Regions from separate parts of the Sus scrofa genome. Here region 2 is linked to region 1. Evidence: chromatin contacts called from public Hi-C data. All regions are on one chromosome and are shown on one strand. Each heading gives the region's core, a stretch centred on a gene start, on an enhancer-like site or on the middle of the called end of the contact. The rest is flanking DNA. Distances are from core to core; before and after follow the strand shown. Region 1 has its middle 39 kb from the start of TOP1. Region 2 overlaps TOP1 (DNA topoisomerase 1).

What was found. Hi-C and Micro-C count contacts between places; a contact is called where the count stands out from the background.
Region 2: a Hi-C map of fetal liver shows a contact between it and region 1, with 1.9 times the contacts expected there. The contact joins two enhancer-like sites. A contact is called at or near these places in 3 of 5 promoter capture datasets (fetal liver, liver and skeletal muscle), 32 of 47 Hi-C or Micro-C datasets (adipose tissue, alveolar macrophages, blood and 16 more) and 2 of 2 datasets of contacts at active chromatin or transcription factors (alveolar macrophages and skeletal muscle).

Annotation. Positions count from the first base shown.
Region 1 is chr17:43,669,481-43,672,285 of Sscrofa11.1, forward strand. No RefSeq gene overlaps it. Among named protein-coding and RNA genes, the nearest start is that of TOP1, 39 kb to the right of the region's middle. Within about 2 kb of position 1,396, at least 2 of the 83 cell types and tissues checked have an H3K27ac peak or open chromatin away from gene starts, as enhancers often do. A contact at or near this core is called in fetal liver, where this site is marked.
Region 2 is chr17:43,770,697-43,773,797 of Sscrofa11.1, forward strand. TOP1 (DNA topoisomerase 1) reads left to right here. Exons shown (of 21, transcript XM_021078395.1): 10 at 2,878-2,999. Among named protein-coding and RNA genes, the nearest start is that of PLCG1, 38 kb to the right of the region's middle. Within about 2 kb of position 1,660, at least 6 of the 83 cell types and tissues checked have an H3K27ac peak or open chromatin away from gene starts, as enhancers often do. A contact at or near this core is called in fetal liver, where this site is marked.

The DNA.
Region 1 (2,805 bases), core at 146-2,645:
ACAAGCCAGCTGAAGGGATTAAACCCAGGTCTGACCAAGCCTCTAGAGCCAGCGCCAACATCCAGCAAGCAGAGGACAGAGGAACATGCCGAACAGCACCATGTGGTAAGATCAGCAAAATCCAGACTGGGAAACTCTATGGGCCAAATGGTGTTCCCTCAACAAATAGCTTGTAAGGAAAAGAAAGGGTCAAGTGACACCTCTAGATTGAAAGGGAGACATTAAAGATGTACCCTTTTTTTGTCTTTTTAGAGCCACATCTGTGGCATATGAAGGTTCCCAGGTCAGGGGCTGAATCAGAGCTGCAGCTGCCAGCTTATGCCACAGCCACAGCAGTGGCAGATCTGAGCCTCATCTGAAACCTACCCTGCAGCTTGTGGCAACGCCAGATCCCTTAACCCACTAGGCGAGGCCAGGGATTGAACCCACATCCTCAAGGATACTGGCCGGGCTCTTAACCAGCTGAGCCACAACAGGAGCTCCTATGTGTCTTTTTTTAACGGGCAAGTCTAAACAGTATCTGGGGATACACACTTAAGTGGTAAAATATTGCAAGAAAATGATTACTATAAAAGTCAGACTGCTGGAGTTCCCGTTGTGGTGCAGTGGTTAACGAACTAATCCGACTAGGAGCCATGAGGTTGCAGGTTCGATCCCCGGCCTTGCTCAGTGGGTTAAGGACCCAGCATTGCCGTGAGCTGTGGTGTAGGTTGCAGACACGGCTCGGATCCCGAGTTGCTGTAGCTCTGGTGTAGGCCGGGCGACTACAGTTCCAATTCGACCCCTAGCCTGGGAACCTCCATATGCCTCGGGAGCGGCCCTAGAAAAGGCAAAAAGACAAAACAAACAAACAAACAAAAGTCAGACTGCTTGTTCATAGGAGGGGAATGCGATTGGAAAGGGCCACCTGGAGACAAATGGGGTAGATTGAGCTTGCAAATTTCTACTTATTACCTTGGGAAATAGTTACAAAGATATTTACCATAAGATGATTCATTAGGCTATATATTTATTTCGTGTGGTTTTACTTTACAATAAAGATTTTCTTAAAAAAGACTGAAATGACAATGAATGAACCACCCTAGTAGGTCTCATTGTTCCCTTTCGTTGGATGACAAAGAGACAGCTCAGAGAGGAACGCAGTGTGCCCAAAGCCACCCAGCTGCTAAACCACCAGCTGGGCTGAAACCCGAGTGAGATTCATCTGTTCTTTTGACAGTTGCTGACACCTGCGGAGTTGGTCGCTGGACAAACAGCTGAGTTCAAACAGCCTGGCTGTGAATCCACCTGCCGTGTGTGGGAGTGACACCGGGGGCATGTGTAAGGGACATTTGTGGGTCTTGGTACCCAGCTGGGTGTGGTCGCATCACACCCATGTGTGCAGGGCCCATATGGTGTTCTCAGAAGCTGTGCCCACATAGCTTATCTCTCCTCAGACTCTGGACATGGAAATGCCTTTGACCTCACCTGACCATCTGATGAAATTTCGCTTCTGTTTCTCAACACCTCCCAGAGTGTTCTGTCCCCTGGAGAGGAGGGTGGTTCTAGGAAAGGGTCCTGGCCTGAAACTAAGAGGTCAGCTTGCTCCCCTGCCTTGCTCCCCACCCCATCTTGCAGGGGGGGTGCAACGAGGAAGAAGCTCTGCAGGCTCGGGCCCTCCTTGGTCTGCCCTGGTTTCTGTCACCCCAGCATTTGACACTCAGCCAGGTAGAAAGCAGAGGCACAACATATGTTTGTTGAATGAATAAGTGAATGAATTTAATATATCATTTTAATCAATACTTTAAAAATATATCATCTTTGGGGTTCCCCTGGGGGCACAGCAGGCTTAAAGATCCAGCATTGTCACTGCAGCGGCTCAGGTCATTGCTGTGATGCAGGTTCAATTCTTGGTCCCAGAACTCCCAAAAAGAAAAAAGCATATCACCTTTTGCTCTAAAATGGGAGTTATAATAATGCCTGTCCTCAGGGTCATTGAGGAGACTGAACCTGCTAATAAATGTAAAACCTTTAGAATAGGGTGTGACATGAACTGAGCCCTCAGCGAGTTATTCCTGTGACTGAGAGAAGTTTAAGTTTAGGACTCAGTCAGTGTAGGATTAGGGGTCAGGATGGGGCCAGGGTCAGAGGTTAGGGGGTGGAGAGAGCTAGTTTAGTCTGCAGTTAGGATTAGAGGACCAGTTTGTGGCCAGTCAGCAGTCAAATTTTTTTTTTTTAAATGGCTGCACCTGCAGCCTATGGAAGTTCCTGGGCCAGGGATTGAATCCGAGCTGCAGCTGAGGCAACACCGGATCCTTTAACCCACTCTGCCGGGTCAGGGATGAAACCCACACCTCCACAATGACCTGAGCCATCACAGTGGGATTCTTAACCCGCTGCGCCACAGCAGGAACCCCTGCATTCAGATTTTAAATTAATTGTCTATTTGTTTATTTATCTCCATGTTGTTCCAGAAGGACTCAAGGCAGCTCTTAGGAACCCCAGCTGCAGACATTGGGAAAGAGGGATGGAAGTGGGTACGATCCTGACTTGGGGGCACTCCAGGGCTCTCTTGGCAGAAAGCCACGAATGGGTGACCAAACCCCAGGGATGGCTGGCCACTCCAAAGTCCACAGCCCGGAGCCCGGCAGAACCGGCTTCATGCAGTTCTAGTGAGAAGTCCGTGAGTTAACCCATCAAAGTACCAGCACACAGTAGGTTAATGACCATTTGATATTATCATCAGAGCACAAGGGGGTCTGCTTTGAACATGCAGTGATCAGTGCGGGTCAGCATCCTCTCACTGGCCAGACCAGTACAGCCTCT
Region 2 (3,101 bases), core at 410-2,909, 100 kb after region 1:
TCTGAACTAAGGGGTCTGCTGACCAAAACTTTGAGAAACATTGAGCCAGGAGAACTGCTGAAAAACATCAGTAGGTGAACATTCAGAGCGTTTTGGTATATCTCTGTCCACGTAGCATTGGCCTCAGGCCATGGATGCTTATAAGTCAAGGGTAGTAGTTTATACTGAAAGTCTGGGTCTTGCAAATCAGGGATGTGTCGAACTTGTCAAGCTGGAATTTTTGTTTTTTTTAAACTATGTATTCACTATGACTGTGTTTACACACGAAGACCCAGCAGTGGACAATACTAACTAATAAATCCCTGTTCCCATGGAGTGTGCAGTCTAGCAGGACCTTATAGCCTCCATGACAAATGCTTGCATCATGTAAACATTCTGACTTGAGTTGATTGGAGAGCACAGGACAGAGTAGAGCTCTACTGTCAGCCCTCAGAGTGGGTAATTCCTGGAGACAGTAAAAATGTGACTCAAAGCCAAAACTCCAGTGGTGAGAAAGAACCTTAGCTAATCATAGAAAGAAATGTGGTATTCTGTAGCCCTAGTCTGGTAAAGACTAACTGTGGGATCCAAAGTTATTTGAAGGAAAGCTAGATTCCTTTCCTTAGCCTTTGGTTTCTCTTTATTTTCTGAGGTGGAAAGCCGAGACTTGAGCTACTCACCATGGTCCCTTCCCACATTCTTGCCCATCGTATGAGCTCCATTCTTGTTCCATTATATGAACTCTAGCTCTAGGGCTCTTGCATTTTTTTCATTTGATCTTTCTGGGGTTTCTTCCCTTTAATTAGGTAAACTAATTATTGACTGCAGTAAGTCAAGAAGTTGTATCTGACTTAGTCTAAGTTGATACTGTCAGTTCTGCCTCTTTTCTAGGGAAGAGAATCTTCAGACTCCTTAGTGCCTTTTAGGGAGATGTGGGGCACGAGCTGGCTGAAGCAGTGAATGGCCTCCAAGAACCTCCAATTTTCAGCTCTGACTCAGCAGTTTCTTCCTGGAATTCAGCCTTTTCCACAAAACACTGCCATTGCCGGGAACTTTCTAGTTATCCTCCTACCCTTCCACTGCTGGGAGCTGTCATTTCATCTTTGACAGCTCATCTTAAATGGGAGGCATCAAAAGTACTTTCTCTATTGGGATAGAATTCAGTAAAATTTCCTGAAGAGTCTCTCTCTCTCTCTTTTTTTTTTTTTTGGCTTTTCAGGACCACATTCACGGCATATGGAGGTTCCCAGGCTAGGGATCCAGTCAGAGCTACAGCTGCCGGCCTATGCCACAGGCACAGCAACATCAGATCTGAGCCGTGTTAGACTACGGCTCACAACCAACACGGGATCCTTAACCCACTGAGCAAGGCCAGGGATCGAACCCAAAACCTCATGGTTCCTAGTCAGAGTCGTTTCCACTGAGCCACGATGGGAACTCCTTTTTTAAAATATTGTTTATATTTAGTTTAACATACCCCAAAGTAGTTTGCATTCTTTCTTGCCTTTATGTATTTTATTCTTGGTGACTTAATGTTTTCCTTTATGTTAGAAGCATGTTACAACTTAACTGGCAACACCGATTCGGACTTGAGTGGGGTAATTCTGAAGAAGTGCAAGAAACTCTTTAAAGCCAGCCCTTCCTCCCCATGGTGTCCTTTTTGGAAGGAGCTGGAAGGTTGAGAGGGGAAGCAGCGCCACCTGTTGGCCTTTTAAAGTAATGCATTTCAAACAGGGTCTTTCTGTCTACCCTAAAACTTCAGTTTGAGTCTTTAGTTCCTGATATCCCTATAATTAGAGTGATAACTTTCCAGCCGTTCTTCTCAGTTTTGAAATGAATGCATTTCTGGTTAATTTTACTTTTATATAATAAATGTGAAATCTTTGGTGAATTAGTACCTGTGTAATAGTAAGACAGTGGAGAAACATGTACAATGCCAAGAAGCCCAGTCATCCCTTTGTTTTAGATGAGTCCCATTTCCCTGAAAGGGGCAACCTGATAAAGCCTGTGTTGCAGAGAGCATCTCAAACTCTGTGTACACGAGCTACCTGGGGGGGTCTCATTAAAATGCGCTTTCTGGGAGTTCTCCTGTAGTGCAGTGGGTTAAGGATCTGGTGTGTCACTGTAGTGGTTTGGGTCACTGCTATGGGATGGGTTCAATCCCTGGCCTGGGAACTTGCGCATGCCGTGGGCACGGCCAAAAAAAAAAAAGGCACTTTCTGGTTCAGTAGGTCTGGGGTGGGGCCTGAGATTTTGCATTTCTAATAAACCCCCATGTGATGTCAATACTGCTGGTCCATGAACCATACTTTGAGTAGCAGGGTTCTAGAGGAAGGTCTTATCTAGACTTTTCATATGGGATATCTGGCTTGCCTGCTATGAATATATACTTTTTATTCATATTCCACCCACCTAACTTTAAAGAAGAAAGATGCCTATTTCTTTTCCCCACAATTCCTTTCTTCCACTCCCTGCCCTATCCCTTCCTCCCCTTCTTGAACAGAAGCTGTTTAGCTTAGCAGTGGCAGGAGTCCCTCTGAGGATTTGATTTTTAAAAACCATTGAAGAGGTGTAAAGGACCCTGCTTGCTGAAAGGAAAAGGAAGAGTGACTGGGCCTCCCCCAGGTCATCCCTGTCCTGAGCAGGCTCCTGGGAACAGTTTACTGGCATAGTCTCCAGAGAATGACCCAGGTAAATATCTGCTAAAGAGAAGGAGAATCATACACGTAGATATAAATCAGTTTACTGTCTTTGTTGTCATTGTTACCACGTGTTACCAGACCTTTATATATATACTTTGGGAAGGTAAACCATTATTAAAGATGTCTCCAGAGCTTCAGAATTTATATTCAGAACATGAATACTATACCTCATTCTTTGGAAACATTTTTTCTTTAGGTAAAGTCATGAAGCTGAGCCCCAAAGCAGAAGAAGTAGCTACGTTCTTTGCAAAAATGCTCGACCATGAATATACTACTAAAGAAATATTTAGGAAAAATTTCTTTAAAGACTGGAGAAAGGTATTGTAGCCCATGAATTAGTTTCCTAGCAGTTGGTCAACTACTAAGTAATAAATTATAATTTTATGACAAAATTCCCTGAGGTAAAATTTGAGTTTTATG